4 separate regions of the Mus musculus genome follow, and regions 2, 3 and 4 are each linked to region 1. Evidence: chromatin contacts called from public HiChIP or PLAC-seq, capture Hi-C and promoter capture Hi-C data. All regions are on one chromosome and are shown on one strand. The core of a region is the stretch at or near the end of the contact, and the rest is flanking DNA. Distances in the headings are between cores, read along the strand shown.

Evidence for each region. Promoter capture Hi-C pulls out the DNA fragments that hold promoters and counts their contacts. HiChIP or PLAC-seq counts read pairs in DNA pulled down with a chosen protein or histone mark. Capture Hi-C pulls out chosen DNA fragments and counts their contacts.
Region 2: a capture Hi-C map of embryonic stem cells shows a contact between it and region 1, with 5 times the contacts expected there. The contact joins the promoter of Tcf21 here to the promoter of Rps12 in region 1. A contact is called at or near these places in 12 of 39 promoter capture datasets (the C10 cell line, cranial neural crest, embryonic stem cells and 7 more), 4 of 484 Hi-C or Micro-C datasets (nephron progenitors, uterus and ventricular fibroblasts), 15 of 115 datasets of contacts at active chromatin or transcription factors (astrocytes, bone marrow-derived macrophages, cardiomyocytes and 9 more) and 2 of 9 other capture datasets (adipose tissue and embryonic stem cells).
Region 3: an H3K4me3 HiChIP or PLAC-seq map of neural tube shows a contact between it and region 1, with 5 times the contacts expected there. The contact joins the enhancer-like site here to the promoter of Rps12 in region 1. A contact is called at or near these places in 4 of 39 promoter capture datasets (the 3T3-L1 cell line, the SN4741 cell line, liver and 1 more), 1 of 484 Hi-C or Micro-C datasets (palatal mesenchyme), 9 of 115 datasets of contacts at active chromatin or transcription factors (bone marrow-derived macrophages, craniofacial prominence, embryonic forebrain and 5 more) and 1 of 9 other capture datasets (adipose tissue).
Region 4: a promoter capture Hi-C map of second pharyngeal arch cranial neural crest shows a contact between it and region 1, with 5 times the contacts expected there. The contact joins the enhancer-like site here to the promoter of Rps12 in region 1. A contact is called at or near these places in 4 of 39 promoter capture datasets (the 3T3-L1 cell line, hippocampal neurons, maxillary cranial neural crest and 1 more), 8 of 115 datasets of contacts at active chromatin or transcription factors (the 230-238 cell line, astrocytes, bone marrow-derived macrophages and 4 more) and 1 of 9 other capture datasets (embryonic stem cells).

Annotation. Positions count from the first base shown.
Region 1 is chr10:23,785,276-23,789,074 of GRCm38.p6, reverse strand. Rps12 (ribosomal protein S12) reads left to right here and starts at 1,866. Exons shown (of 6, transcript NM_011295.6): 1 at 1,866-1,919; 2 at 2,031-2,081; 3 at 2,195-2,311; 4 at 3,071-3,173; 5 at 3,398-3,499. The coding sequence starts at 2,068. It overlaps LOC115487513 (a small nucleolar RNA gene), which reads left to right and starts at 2,532; the gene lies at 2,532-2,605. Snora33 (small nucleolar RNA, H/ACA box 33) reads left to right here and starts at 3,624; the gene lies at 3,624-3,728. Snord100 (small nucleolar RNA, C/D box 100) reads left to right here and starts at 3,254; the gene lies at 3,254-3,321.
Region 2 is chr10:22,818,049-22,821,847 of GRCm38.p6, reverse strand. Tcf21 (transcription factor 21) reads left to right here and starts at 1,705. Exons shown (of 2, transcript NM_011545.2): 1 at 1,705-2,394. The coding sequence starts at 1,945. Gm10824 (a long non-coding RNA gene) reads right to left here. Exons shown (of 5, transcript XR_380181.3): 5 at 1-89.
Region 3 is chr10:22,841,597-22,845,395 of GRCm38.p6, reverse strand. The region is part of intron 1 of Gm51761 (a long non-coding RNA gene); the gene reads right to left. Among named protein-coding and RNA genes, the nearest start is that of Gm46217, 9.5 kb to the left of the region's middle. Within about 2 kb of position 2,190, at least 11 of the 459 cell types and tissues checked have an H3K27ac peak or open chromatin away from gene starts, as enhancers often do. A contact at or near this core is called in neural tube, where this site is marked.
Region 4 is chr10:23,202,316-23,206,114 of GRCm38.p6, reverse strand. The region is part of intron 3 of Eya4 (EYA transcriptional coactivator and phosphatase 4); the gene reads left to right. Among named protein-coding and RNA genes, the nearest start is that of Gm24655, 37 kb to the right of the region's middle. Within about 2 kb of position 1,999, at least 60 of the 459 cell types and tissues checked have an H3K27ac peak or open chromatin away from gene starts, as enhancers often do. A contact at or near this core is called in embryonic fibroblasts and second pharyngeal arch cranial neural crest, where this site is marked.

The DNA.
Region 1 (3,799 bases), core at 617-3,116:
CCGCCACCTTTGCCAAGACCTAAAATTGAGAGGCTACTCTTAAAGAGTGTGTGAAATAAGAGAATCTTTATCTAAAACAAAAATCCTCATCACATGGAAAATAACTTCCCTTTGGGTATTAAAATTATTACACAATCAAGATTTAAGGGGGGAGGGGCTCCAGTTGTTAAAAGGGGGTGCTTACTGCTGACAGAAAGGCATTCATTAGGGTGGACTATTAGGACAGAGAGCTGACATCAAAGGTGTGGAGAGTCTGAGCTGGTTGCTACTGTGTTGGAAGCAGCACTAAAACTTAGGCACCAAGCTGAAAGGACTCAGCTGTTTCTTCTTAGTATTTAAATGCAGTAGTTATTTTCCAATTTTACCATCTAGTCTCTTCTGTGAGACTTTTCTTCCGGGAAGAGAACTCTAATATGCTTAACACTTAAATGTTTTCCTTTTTTTGCTTTAGACATTGTCTTCCTGGTAGCCTGGAACTCACAGCTATCCACCTGCCTCTGCTTCTCAGGTGCTGGGATGAAAGTCTTGCAACTTATGTATGGTTTGACACATTAACTTTTAATAGCCTTATACTAAGGAAACTACTTAAACTCTACTTAACCACATTCTTTTCCGACTGTGTAATGTTTCAAAATCACTTCCAAAACAGCCAAAAGGCACGTGTGCCTTCCTGCTCTCTCTTCCTGTCTGAATATTCTTCCTGCACTTACCTGGCTGGAACTCTAGTTAAAACCTCTTTTAAATGCTGCCATAAACTCCAAATCCCCTGCGTTCCCACATCATCTCCACTCCCCAGCACCGTGGCATTCTGGTATGTTACTCTTTGGCTAAAATACTAGCTTTATCTTTTAAAATGCAGACTTTTAAGTGTCCGCCGTCTCTCATCTTTAAAACAGCACCATAGACACTGGCAGAAATACGCCCACAGAAACTAACCACCTATTAAATACTTTTTTGAATTGCAGGGGTAAGGAAGCAAGCATGAGGCTTTAGGGGTGAAACCCAAACGTTTATTGGAAAAGCTAAAACTTCCATCAACTTTCTTATATCCTCATGAAATTCATGAGCCCGACAATGATCACTGTATCCACCAGGTTGGCCATCAGAAGCTCTGGTTGGCTTCGGGGATATCTTCTGAGAGAGATGTCTTGTGTATTTGCTTTGGAAGTAGAAGAGCGAGTGATTCCTTCGAAATTAAAATGCATTTGTCGGCGTAGGCGGGAACTGGCTTTAAGATTCTGGAGTTCCACTCCTGGTAGCCGAATCCTCGGTGGAATTTAGTGACAGATCCACAGTGAGAGTTTAACATGTACCTCAGGGATCCAGTGTCTGCGAAGCTGCGACTCGGGAAAAAAACTAGGGTCATTACCTAAATGTTCATTCAGAACCGGTTGCATTCAGACCGGGATCTGACCTGGCCGCAAGGTCTGCTTAAACACGTTGCAAAGCAGTGGGGTTTGTGATCATACACAAATCACAGCCACTCAGAGAGGCTAAAAACCAAAGGACCAAAATGTGGACACACTCAGCCTAATCGGCCAGTATTGGCAACAGGAAACTTCACGATAAGACGTGGAAAAACTGCTTAAAACAAAGTAATTCAGCAGCGAAGAAAACGGCAGTAGTTTGGCTCCTCTCGTGTTCCGTAGGAGCGGATCGTGGGACCTCTGTGGTCCACGCCCCCTGGGCAAAGGCTGCCCGCTGCGATGCCTGCTAGAAATCCAGCCGCGTTCTTACCACGGACGCTCCTAAAGGCGGAAGTGGAAACTCCTAAGGCACGGCACCACCGGAGCCACCTCTTTAGTGGGAGGAGTTGCACATGCGCACAGAAGTCGAGCGGAGCGCTTAAATACCGTCATGCGGCCACCGCCGGCCTTTTCCCCTGCCGCCGCCGACTTGCGCGGAGGCGGAAGCTCGGGGTGAGTGTGATCCCAGCTCGTGCGCCGGCGATAGCGTGTCTACTGCGCCTTGGCTTCAAAAGTGAAGTACTTGGGTCTTAACGGGCGATTTACTGATGTTTTGTCTTTCAGTGCGTTCAAGATTCGGCGTCACCCGTGATTCACCGCCATGGCCGAGGAAGGGTGAGCGAGTGGGGCGTGGGCCTCCCGCGGGCGGCGCTGGTCTGGGCTTTTCTCCATGCTAGTTCCCCATCCCTAGCCTGCCGAGGGTCCTAACGTCTCTGTCTGCATTCCAGCATAGCTGCTGGAGGTGTAATGGACGTCAACACTGCTCTACAAGAGGTGCTGAAGACCGCCCTCATCCACGATGGCCTAGCACGTGGCATACGCGAAGCTGCCAAAGCCTTAGACAAGTACGTGTCTCAGTCTCAATACTGTGGGGTGTTGCAGCCGGAACAAAGACTGCAGCAGCCAAGGGAAGAGAGCGTGAAGTTCATGCTGTTAGCACAAAAGTTCTGAATGTCATCCGGCCAGCAGGAAACCTAGGAAAAGGTATCAACTCTAGCCCACTTAGGATGTGTGGGTTGCTGTGTGGATCGGGGATGACGAGCAGTAGTTTTGTAAAGCTACAGTGTTTGCATGATGACTTGAATTGTCGGATACCCCTTCACCCCGTTCATGGGTGAGAAACAGCTAGTCTGACAAACCTGTAGCTCGTGGGGATAGATAGTCCGGTAGTTTTGCTAGAAGATGGAAAAGGGGGGGGCATCATTATTTAGTTTGCAAATACTTAAACGACAATATTGTGGTGTCGGGGAAATCTAGCTATATCCGGGAGACTTGAGAACATGCATGGTTTATTAGGCTTATGCACGTGTATTCTACTGTTTGAGGTAAAGTCAGGTGATTTTGGATGCTGTTGTGAATATTTACAGTGCTTCCTGCACAGGACTGCTTTGGATCAGCTTTCAAGTTGGAAATACCCTGAAAGTGGTCATAGTTTCCTTTGGCCATAAATAGGTTTCCTATTATAATGTGTGGTATTGGTATCTAAGTTTGTACAGGGAAAGTGAATGGCTAGTCTGCAGTTTGGTACAGTAAATCCTGTGTGGTCAGGTTTACTAGCACAGTGAAGACCCTTGAAGGTTTCACCTTTGAGTTTTGCATTTTAGGCGCCAAGCCCATCTGTGTGTGCTCGCATCCAACTGTGATGAGCCCATGTATGTCAAGCTGGTGGAGGCACTTTGTGCTGAGCACCAAATCAACCTGATAAAGGTAAGCCTTAGTGATAATGGTGTTGAGCCACAGGCACCAGCACTAACTTGCATGGTAGTTTTGATGATTTTCACGTGGGCTGTACATGATGAAAACAGTCTCCCTCTTCTGAATCTCGCTGAGGAAACTGCACGTCACCCTCCTGAAACAGCCACCCTGGGAATGTTGAGGGTCAGCTTTTACTAGTTTCAATCCTTGTTAGTAATTGCTTTTGTCTTTGATAGGTTGATGACAACAAGAAACTAGGGGAATGGGTAGGCCTCTGTAAAATCGATCGAGAGGGCAAACCACGGAAGGTGGTTGGTTGCAGTTGCGTAGTGGTTAAGGTAAGTCTTGCTTTTCTCTTTAAAATGTTGATGGCCCTTTAGTGGAAACAAGTTTTAAAGACAAGATTTAAACCTTCTGTAAAGATAAGCCATCATTTGAAAGCCAGCCAATTAATCTGCTTATCTCAATGTTTCTGCAGAAATTTAGAAAGGGCTGGCAATATTAATGCCATGGTACGAGCCTTAGGGGCAGCTGAAGCCTTTAAGGTCCCTGAAAGTGGCTACAGTATTATTGGGAAGACTGAATCAAATAGCTGATCGGAATTTAATACTGAAAGTAATTCGCATTTAATTTTTTTA
Region 2 (3,799 bases), core at 456-2,955, 970 kb after region 1:
CTGCTGTGGGAAGAGTCCTTTCCTGGTTTATAACATCAATCACTCTTGCAATAAATCTTGGGAGTGGATGCAGTCATTTAAATCTCCACCTGCACAAACAACAGAAAATAGGAGCCCATAAATCTCCACGCTGGTGATTAGCAAATTTTGGGTCCTCAAGAAAGATATTATGGGGGCGGGGAGAGGGTTCACTAATTCATTAATAGAGACTGATTTGCTGACAATCTGTTTAGTTTGCAGCATAGGGGGAAAGCAAACAGATCTCTGCTAACAAAACAAAATCTTAGAGGTTAGTGAATTCCCAGCTGAGCCTGGATTAGAGACCCATATCTAAGTGTAACAGAGTGGCTTGGACTCAGAGTCAGCCATGGAGAGAGTTACTCTTAGCTCCTGCCCCCAATCCTCAGTGCCTAATTGTAAGGTTACGAAATCTGACAGTGGTTTTTTTTTTTTTTTTTTTTTTTTCCTGAGGGGAAAAAACAAAAACCATTTCATCTCCCTTCATTCAGTCCCTGGGTTCCTGTTCCCTTTGCTTTTCTTCTTACCTCCCAGATGACTATCATTCCCTGAGAAAGACAGTCCCAGCTGGAATGAAGGATGGGAAAGGTTCTTTCTCCAAAGCCATGAGTCCTGTTTTGTGTTTTATTAGGCCAGCTCTCTATGAGGAACCCTAGTAGCCCAGAGGATGGGAGAAGAGAAAGCAAGCACAAGAAGAAAATATACAGTCTTTACAAAAGGTGTCAGGCAAAGAGAGGCTGCCAGGAGCCACAGAGTCTTCTTTAAGACAGGAGAGAAGTGAGTTGCATCTCACTGGAAAGATTCTCAGCTCGCAAAATATGTTCCACAAATCCATATAACCTCTCTCATCGCCTGCCCATTCCCAGTCAACTGCATGTATGGTGTGTGTGTGTGTGTGTGTGTGTGTGTGTGTGTGTGTGTTTGTGTGTACATGTGTGTTCAGTAGTCAAGTGTGTTCCTATGCACTAGCAATTCCCTGATACCTTCAAAGAGACTGGATGGTAATGGATTTTCTTTTTCTTATTTTCCCTCCCTCCCTCCTTCCTTCTCACCCTCTCTCCCTTCCTTCTCTCCAGTAATTTCTTTCTACCACTTCCTTCCCCTATTTACCTCAGGTAAATTTTAAACAGTAAAATGCATCTGGAAAAAAAAATCGTCCCAGCGATCAGCATTTTCCTTTCAAACATTTGGTTTGGTAAAATACGCCTCTTCTCGTCCGGACAAATAGGACCTATGACTTCTGTGTTAGCCAGTGCACGGTAATGCAGTCTTGGTAAAGCCCTGTGGTCTTAGCCGGTATTAACTAAGGGCTGCAGGGTTTTGATTGTTATTTCTTGGGAGGAAGAGTGACTGTGAGATGTTTTAGGGGGAAAGGCCACTTAGAGCAAAGGGTCTGGCCCTTTCTCTGAGTTCTCAGAGCAATCAGTTGGGATTCCCTCAAAGGAAAGGGGCCTTAGGAGATGAGTCTCGGCAATGGTTCTAAGTTACTCCTTGACTTGAGAGGAAGAAGGAATCCGGTACAGGCATGTTGCAATCGGTTGCTGGAAACCAGGTCTGAGCGTGAAGTCTCCTGTGCTTGTGAAAGGGGTCTGGGAAGTCTGTTGGGCCTAGCAGGCCCCTCCCCTGGGCTGCATGGATCCGCCTCTCTATTCCCCAGATAAATTCTTAGTGTCCACCAAATTCCTCGGCGCTCTTTCACTCTCCGTTAAGGCCAGGACTCCAGTGGTGGGGAGATAGAGCACTGGTTTCCCTGTCGCGGGATCCCTTGTGATCGTTTTCCACGACTCTGTAAAGGGAAAGCTGGGGGACGGGACTGCCAGATCCCACCTCAAACCCAACACACGAAGTGGCAGCTCCAAACTTTTGAGACCCTTTCGTTTCCGTTTCAGCGTCTCTCTCTCCCTCCCTCCCTCCACCTCTCTAAACATGTCCACTGGCTCCCTCAGCGATGTAGAAGACCTTCAAGAGGTGGAGATGCTGGACTGTGACTCCCTGAAAGTGGACTCCAACAAGGAGTTTGGAACTTCCAACGAGAGCACCGAGGAGGGCTCCAACTGCGAGAACGGGTCTCCACAGAAGGGTCGCGGTGGCCTAGGCAAGAGGAGGAAGGCGCCCACTAAGAAAAGCCCGCTCAGCGGGGTCAGCCAGGAGGGCAAGCAGGTCCAGCGCAACGCGGCCAATGCTCGTGAGCGGGCCCGCATGCGGGTGCTGAGCAAGGCCTTCTCCAGGCTCAAGACCACCCTGCCCTGGGTGCCCCCGGACACCAAGCTCTCCAAGCTGGACACTCTCAGGCTGGCGTCCAGCTACATCGCTCACTTAAGGCAGATCCTGGCCAACGACAAGTACGAGAACGGTTACATTCACCCAGTCAACCTGGTGAGTCCTCCCGCGCCTCTGGCTGGGCCTGGGGACGCGGGCGAGAGCGTGACTCGTTAAATCGCCGCCCTAGCATCTCTGGGAACCTCCGCGCGGGCTCCACGCAGCGCCCTGGCTCTCTGCACCAAGCGCCCCGAGCCCGCGAGTGATTTGTGCTAGGGTTTGACGTGGCACCCCATTAAGGGATTTCCGAGGGTATTCAGTTGGCAAAGACCAGGGATCCCCGCGCAGGGTGCCATTTCCTCTGTCGTGAAACTGAGCAGACGCTGGGCACCCAGAAGACCTATCTTACTTTGTCTCTTTTGGCTAAGAGCAAACTTGAGTTCCCCCTCCGATTCTTATAAGCACCTAAGTCAGTTCTTTCCGCTGGTATATTTAGGGCTATTAAATGCAGACATATTTATGTTCTTCCACCTCCATAACTGTCTATGCAAATCCCCCCCCCCCCCAGCTACTTAAATATTCTGTGTTTGGCTAAGTAGATTACCATTTTAAATCCCAGAAATTCCAGCCACTGTCAACGCAATCAGTAAATCCGCTCAGGTCCTAGTACTGGACAAAATAACAGCCATGGGTTCTACTACCAGTCACAATGAATGAGCCTAATTTTTGAAAAGCAAGTGCTGGTTCCTGAATCGACTTTCTCAGAGGTATTTTACTGTTTAAGGTGGTTTTTAACTCCCTCTTTCGTTTGATTTCATTTTAAAACGTGCAGGCTCCAAAGAATACCACCACCTTACGAGGACTTTTGTTTACATATGATAAGGATTAGATATCCCTCTGGCCAGCACTTACAAAGAGGCTTGAATTGTATTCTCACTCAGCTTGTCTCAGGAATTGGGGGAGGGGATACTAAAACACTTTTCGCCAGGAAAAATATTTTCCTTCCAAATAACAAGGTTTGGTTGTTGTTGTTGTTGTTGTTGTTGTTGTTGTTGTGATGGGTAGTGTTTTTTTTTTTACAATCTAAAACTAGAATGAGATTATCAATTAGAACATTTATAATTGCTGCTACCTTCATCTTTAAATATTAAAAAAAAAAAAACTTGAATGTACTTTTTTTATAACAGTCCAGAAAAAGGAAGAAGAAAGAAAGGGAAGAGACAGTTTTGCTTCCTCGCTAGTAGGAGGATCTCAAATAAAATGTGCCTGTGTCTTTTATAAGTGCACACCCCCTTCGGGGGTTACTACTAACTTAAAATTGTGGCCATAGCTAGGATTGCACTGGGAGATCAATGGAAGTCAATAAAGGCCAGGATGCTAGACCAGAGCCTCCACAGATCTGCAGTTGAGTAGTTGGGGCCAGGGTCCTCCCACCCGCCCTGCTAGAACTCCTGGAACATCTGCCTCAGAGCTGAGTCTGGGCTTGTTTCGGGGTTCCAGTTAGAACCCAGGAGACCTGTTT
Region 3 (3,799 bases), core at 941-3,440, 940 kb after region 1:
ATCATATTAGCCCAGCCCCCTGTGTATATCCATACTTTATCTTTAAACCCTGCTGAGATGCTATCTTGAACAAAGCAGGCACCGTCTATAAATAGACTCTTAAATATGGAAATTATTTGCTCAGGGGAGATCAGACATTCATAACCATAAAATATTGATGTTGCAAAAGAAATTAAGACATGGAGAATCATTGTTTTGTTCGTTTTGTTTTGCTTTTTCAGTCTTGGCTCTCCGTCAAGGTGGGTTGGTTCTACTTCAACTAGGAACTTAAGAACTCTGCTCAGCAGCTCTCGGGCCTTGAGGCCAAGGAAAAACAGCCCCAGAGTCCTAACTTCTTTTTCAATAAATTACCTAGAACTATCTCACTGGACTTCGATGTCTACAAACACTAACAAAATATATGCTTTCTTTCCTTTTAGTGTTATTGAAGCCCGGAGGATTGTACAACAGTCCGAATCATGTCTAGTGTCTGTAAGGTGTAGAATTGAGAGGGACCAGGGACTAGACAAGAAAACCGAATAAGAAGCTGGACGTGAGGGTGCTTGCGTGGAATCCCAGGACCCAACACCTGTGCTCCAGGAGTATATCACGAATGAAACAGAGCATTGCGGAATGAAACCCTAATAAAACCCTGACAGCGTCAAAGGGGGCTTCCTAATGGGCTGGAACCCCTTCTTTGCTTCTTTGGAAAGAAATAAAATAATGTTATTTCATTAGATAAAAGCCACTTGACACAAATATTTAGATAGAAAGTGAGTCTCTTTGTGTGTCATTTCTCTGAAGCTTATTTCTTTCCAAGTCTTGGCCATTTGCATTTATGTAACAGGATTTTCTTCACAGCCTGCGGCTCACTTTGCATGCGAAATGCAAAAAAGAAAAAACAAAGTAAACAGATTGTAGAATGAGATCACCTGGTAAATCTACATCCGATACTTTATAAGTGTGATTTGGTGTGTGTGTGTGTGTGTGTGTGTGTGTGTGTGTGTGTGTGTGTGTTAGTTGGGTTCTTTGTTTTCCATTTCAATAACAGTTTTAGAAACAAATGTAATATTTCTCTTATTTCAGATGCTTTGAAGTTTACTTAAAATCTTTCCAGAGTCTCACAAAAGTGACCTGCGGATCAGTTCTGACCACAGGTTTATTTCACAGACTCCCCCTCGTTCCCTGCGCTGCTGTGGGGATGGAAGGCACCAAGGGAGAGGGAGTGCAGGAGACGCGCCGAGTGCAAGATAGCAATCATCAACTCTATTAAAAGGGCCCGGATCGTCCAGAGCGCGCTAAGGACCCACAGTAATTCCGGGTGTTGGGGCTCGCTAAGCGACACGTTGATGGGTCAGAAGACGGGGTGGGTGGGGGGAGGAACATGACCCTGGAAATGGGGTGTTGCTTTTACACTCCCTGGGTATCTGTTACAAGTGAATTTCCTCTGGCGCCAGCAGGTATTTTGAGCAAGGAACCAGAGGGAATCCCAGAGGAGCACGGTAGGGTGGGGGAAACCGAGCTGCAAATGTGGGATCAAAGCTTTAAAGATTTCAGAGGAAATCGGAAGCTCCGGGTTGCTTGGCTTTAGGTTGAAGAAGACACTTAATAATTTCTTAGGCTTAGTGCAGAGGGAATGGGAATGATCCAGGAATAACCAAGATTCCCGGGAGAGAGTGGGGCAGACAGCACGGTTCCCACCCTCCAGACAAAGGAGAGGAGCTGCACTGTGAGATTTACCTACATCCTTTGCCCTGGACAACATAGAGGGCACTCCAAGAGGCTGAGCTCCCCTTAGTGTTTGGGACATCTGCCACTGTTCCCAGTTATCCCCGGAGCCCAGCAGTGTGAAAGGAGACTGTTGGGGGCCCCATAAAGTTGGTTGACATTTCCACAGAGCCCTCCCTGGCGGCAGAAAAGGCAGAACGTTTGAAACCAGGCGAAGGACTGAAGAGCACAGCAAAAGTGAATGCTATTTAAGTGAACTAGTCGTCCTAAAGGTCGGGAAAGACCGCTATTGATCCAATGCATGTGAGGCCTTGATAAATTGAGCAACCCAAGAGTTCGGTCCAGGGTGACCCTGGGAGATGCCAGAGCAGAAGGCAGGAGCCACCCACGCACTGCTGATCCCCAAGGGGCATGCCCAGAAGCGACCACACATGCACGGGTCCCTGCAGCCCTGAGGGCAGGGTGCCCCTTCCCTGTTTGAGGGGATTGGCTGTGCTGCCTGCAGGGCCTGGAAGTTAGGGTGGGGATCAGTGTCTTCTCCCTGGATCCTGTCTCTCCAGGTTCCGGTCAGGTCATCAAATCTGATATCCAGCTCTGGTGTCCTACTAGTGACCCGATACCGGAAGGGCCTTCCTGAGTAAAAATCCTTTGGGTTGGCAGCCTCCCGGTGTCCTTTATATATCTTGGGTTCTTAACTGAAGATAACCTCGGTATCATGGAATCGGGATCCACCCCCATCCCCCACTAATTACAGCCTTTGCCTTTAACGGTCCAGTACTTAATCTGAAAAATTCAAGCTACTGCCGACATTTTCTCTATATTTATGAACTTAATTCATTTTCAGATTTTTCGATGTTATATTCACTGCTGCGTTAAAATCTGTTTAAAATACATTTGCTCTATTCACCAGCAAAATGGGTGGATAAAATTCTAAGTTGTAATACAATCAAATGCAAAGGCAGACAATTAATTTTACCAGCATTGTACTGCTTTCAGTACAGTTTTGCCTCAACTTTAAGGCTAATGCAAGTGTGCTGTGAATCTATAATACCCAACTCTAAATAAAAACTGCGTCAAAGGTTGGGAACAACATTCTTTTGTTACTCTCGCTGAGATTAAAACAATATGGTTTATTTCTTCACTTTTGTTCTGGCTAAAGCCCTGAGATTAGGAAAGTGGTCTGAATCAAGCTCCTTTTTATACAGTAAGAGAAATCAAATCCCTTCTGTTAAAATGATGAAGGTTCTGTGTAGCCAGAATGTGAAGGTTTTTAGTCCCTTTGATGGAAACTATTTGAACCTGAAAATTTTGCGTGGCTATCTATCTTGTTAAAAGTCAGGGTGAGATAAAGTGGAACCTGGCTGTGGTTTCTCTTGGAAAGAAAACAATGAACTGACCGGTCATTTATCACAGTCCCAGCTCTCCCCCTCCTCCAGGGTGGCTTAATTTGACATTGTTACATGGAGGTGTTTGCATCGTTGGCTGATGAGATAGAACCAATTTGGTTGGAGAGGGAATGCTAAATTATCCCGCTTTTGTGTAAAGAATGATAATAAACTGTAGGGACTTCTCTAAGTCTGCTACCCTCAGCAGGAGCACTGGAGAAGTTCCCAGGGTCTGTGCAGACCTATCCTGTCTCAGCCAGGTCCCCTATGACAATAGTGGAGAGTTGAGGGACCCATTTCAAAAGTGGCTGAAAGTACTTCAGGCATCATGGAAATTAAAAGAATCAATTCCTTTTTATCCTCATCCTTGTAGTTATTTTAGCCAATAAAAGGAACAACATTGATCTTCTCTACAGATGCCTAAACAACAAAAGAAAAAAATCAATATGCATGTATAATAAAAATCCAGTCTCGATTGTAGGAATTCTATAGTATTCCATGAAGCTGGCAGTGGTGCTCATTTCCTGTCCTCACTGTACTGTGACACTCAGCAGAAGGATTGTCAGGAGTTCAAAGACAGCCCGGGCTAATTGGTGAGCTTCAGGCCATCCTGAGCTACAGGGCAACACTTAAACTCTGTTTGGAGGAATTTGTTTGAGAGGAAGAATTAAGGATCTATGAAACTGCCTTATTTTTAAAAAAAGTTA
Region 4 (3,799 bases), core at 750-3,249, 580 kb after region 1:
CCCTGTCCCAGGCCCCTTCATACAACACTGCCCAGTGTTAACTGGATTGAGACAGCAGAGGCTCCTGGCTCTCAATGCCTGTCTTCTAACATTTACAACAGACTCCTTTAATATTATCAATCTAGTATGGCACAGATAATATAGTTAGGAAATATACACAGTTCTCTTACCTAATATAACAACCACTAACAGCTTCATCTTCTTCGTCTTCAGTCATAGTGAAAAATTTTAATTACCATCTTAATCAAGTTTTTTCTAGCATAAAATAAGACATTAATTTTCAGGGTGTTCAGTTATTAACAAATGCCCTCGTGGGTTCAGTCCCAACAGGAGTCACTTTTGGTGAGTTCTGGAATCCTTCCACACTCACATGTTGCCTCCAGCTACCTTTCCATCCCTTGGCTCTTCCTGTGAGGTTGCAAATGGGAATTGGAACTCCTGTTTCAAAGGCTGCTGTGACCTCTCAGTCCCCCTCTCACATGTGTGGATGCTTTTAAGCCTGCCCAGCTTTCTGCCTGACAACACCATCGTGGTTCCTCCTCATCTATGAGCCCAGTTCACCTGGAAGCAGCTCCTTTCTCTCATGGGTTAGAGGCATCTGCCTGCTGGTTTGTCTGCCCTGTGTTCTCTAATTCAATGTTCTTTTCACACAGTGCTAGAGTGTTGTGACTTCTGCCTTGCAAGTAGACTTTGAGTTGGTAGGGAATAGGTTTTTTAATCCCTGTTTTCTGGCTCATGAAAGGGTGTTGTGCATCTGTTGTGTAAAAGAATGAATGGACCAGGACCATTTGGCCACAACCTTCCCAAACAGAAACCCTGAATGAAAACACCTCTTAGAAATCACCAGGTTCTTGTTGAAATACATTATCTATAGAATAGAGAGTGAAGTGGAGTAGCCAACAGCAAATTTGTAAAATGCCTAAGACTGTTTACAAACTCGCCCTGGCCTCTTCAGGAAGCCCTGACTGGCACACCGATTTCAACAACCATGCTCAGGAGTTACTAGCTCTTTGATGCACACCAGCACTCTCAACTCATTGATTTCTCAAGCAGAAAGGATGATGCTAAAGTACACTAACAAATTTTCCCTGTGGGGACTTAAATTCTAATTAAGAGAAACAGATTATAATAAAGACTGATGTAGTAATCAATACACTGTGTGATAATAAATGCCATTGGCAATAGTATATCAGGAAAAGAAGACATTATGTGAGAGGTCTTCAGTGAAGGAACAGAAGTAAGAGTTGAAAGAAATACTTATGCAGATACCAGGGGAAGAGTATCAAGGAGAGAAAACAGCATGTGCAAAGGTCCTGGGGTAGCAACTGCTGGTGTTTAAGGAGCTGTGTGGTCAGCTCAAGCACAGTGAGGATGAGAAGGGCTGCTAAATGACAGGGTGGGAGGCAGAGGAGTTGGGGGCATCCTGACCTAAACACCATCAAAGGGCTGAGAACTGAAGAACAAACAATTTCGATTTGTTTTCTTTCTGTGGTGGGTGGTGCTGTCCAGTACACTTTCTGAGATGATGGGGATGTCCTTTTAGATGTGTTGTCTTGTGCAGTGGGCACTAGCTACACTCAACCAATGAGCGACTGAGCTGAGACTAGCACACTGAGAAGCAAGCCGATTCCTTCGTTTTCACCGTCTTACACCAGTGCAGCCACAGGTAGCTAAGGTTTGCTGTACAGCACAGGACAACCATGCAGAGAGCCTGTGGGAGACCAGGGAAGCTCACACCAGCATCTCTACTCTGTAAAATTATTTATACACCATGCCAGTAGTAAGACTGGATGGGTATTTCTGCTTTTCTGCTCCTGTTGTTTTGCTCAGTACCTTTTTCTACATCAAAGAGCCACCTGCCTAGATATGACACTGCAGTCAATGGGCTGGGCTCCCTAGATCCACTAACAATCCAAGAGTGCCCCTCGTCATGTGCATAGGCTAATCTGATGGAGACAGTCAGTTGACATTAATGACTAATTCGGTTATTTCAACATCTTGGCAGTTATGACTAGTGCCTCAGCAAATGTGGGGGCTGTAGATTCTTCCACAACACGCTGGCTTCATCCCTTGGCGAGTGATCCAGACTTCAGGATTTCTGTGCCAGCAGGAGCTAAGCTTTCTTGTATGTAACCTGACAGCTACACAGAGAGATCTAAGAATCATGGAGCCACCAATTCTATTGCACTCACAATTAAACCCAGGTTGAGAAGGGATTTCACAAGATCAAAGTGGAGCTAGTGAAGGTGAACTTTTTCTTTTTTTTTTTTTCTTTTTTTTACTACTTACCAAATTGCTCTTCACTGGAAGTGATACACACACACACACACACACACACACACACACACACACACTTGCTCTCGTGCGTGAGCACACGCAGTCAAAACCAGCATCAAACCCCTTGACAACAGAACTCAAATTAACCCTCAATCACACACATATGGGGAGAAGGAACTTGGCTCTGACGAAGGCTGTGACTAATTCTCATGTCACGACTAACGAGAGTAATTAGGGGGCGTTAGGCAATGTCACAAAGGTTTTAGTTGTGCAAAATGATCAGACTTCCTAGAAACAAATGAGACTGCTTAATGTTAAGTGTACACCATTTGAGAATGGGCTGCCTAATCTTTCAAAAGTGGAGCTAGTGAATTAAAGGAACTTCCCCAAACCTCCACCCAGCACATGGTAAGTTCATGCCCAAAGTCCATCACTTTGATTCTCAGCTTTCCCATGACTTCAGGATGCCTCTGTGATGCAACCCTGCCGAGCCCGTCTGTAACTAAAATCCTGCTAAGATTTACCCAGTCTTATATGCAGAATCCAGAAACCACACAGAAGTGTTTCTCTTCTTACCCTCACATGACTGTTCAGTCAGTCCATCTGCCATGTAACCACATGAAAGAATTCTCAACAAATCCAACTCATTATCCAAAGTGTTTGCAGAATCCCCCGAGGAGACAGACTCTGGGAGGAGAACTATCTTCACTACTTTACAAGTGAAATGTTGAGGAGAACATTTTTCCTCAAAAAGTCAGAGGAGTAATGACCTATCCACCACACAGGCCGGTAGCATGCACATTGTGTTGTTCTAGTAATACATTCCTAATTTGTGTCATAAATGCTTATTAGCAGGATCCAAACTACCAGCAGCAATGAAAACTACAGCATAAAGCTAGGAAAGGTACTTCTGGGAGCGTTTGTGTCATCCGTAAGTAAAAGCTCATCTTGATATCGTTTTCACGGTTAGTTCTTCATTTTGGTCAATGTATTTATTCCCTATCTCTACCTCCTTTGCAAAACCTCCAAAGAATGCTAGAGAAAACCAGGCAACCACAACATTTGATTTTCTGGCAATCTTCCCTTTGGAAAACAGACTTGAACTTCATGACAGACAGTAGTCTAGGAATGTTAAGAACACAGGAGAGACTTCAATAAGAAATAAGGGAAATTGGAAACAGAAAGAAAGAGAGAGAGAGAGAGAGAGAGAGAGAGAGAGAGAGAGAGAGAGAGAGAGAGAGAGAAAGAAAGAAAGAAAGAAAGAAAGAAAGAAAGAAAGAAAGAAAGAAAGAGGGAGGGAGGGAGGGAGGAAGGAAGGAAGGAAGGAAGGAAGGAAGGAAGGAAGGAAGGAAGAAAGGAAGGAAGGAAGGAAGGAAGGAAGGAAAGAAGAAAGAAAGGAGGGAAATAGTGAAAGAGAGGGGAAGAAAAAAAAGAAGAAAGCAGCTGTATTTCCATCCTTTTTTCAGGAAAAAAAAAAAAGGTATAACAAACACTGAAATCCCAAATTGGCTGAATGTGCAAA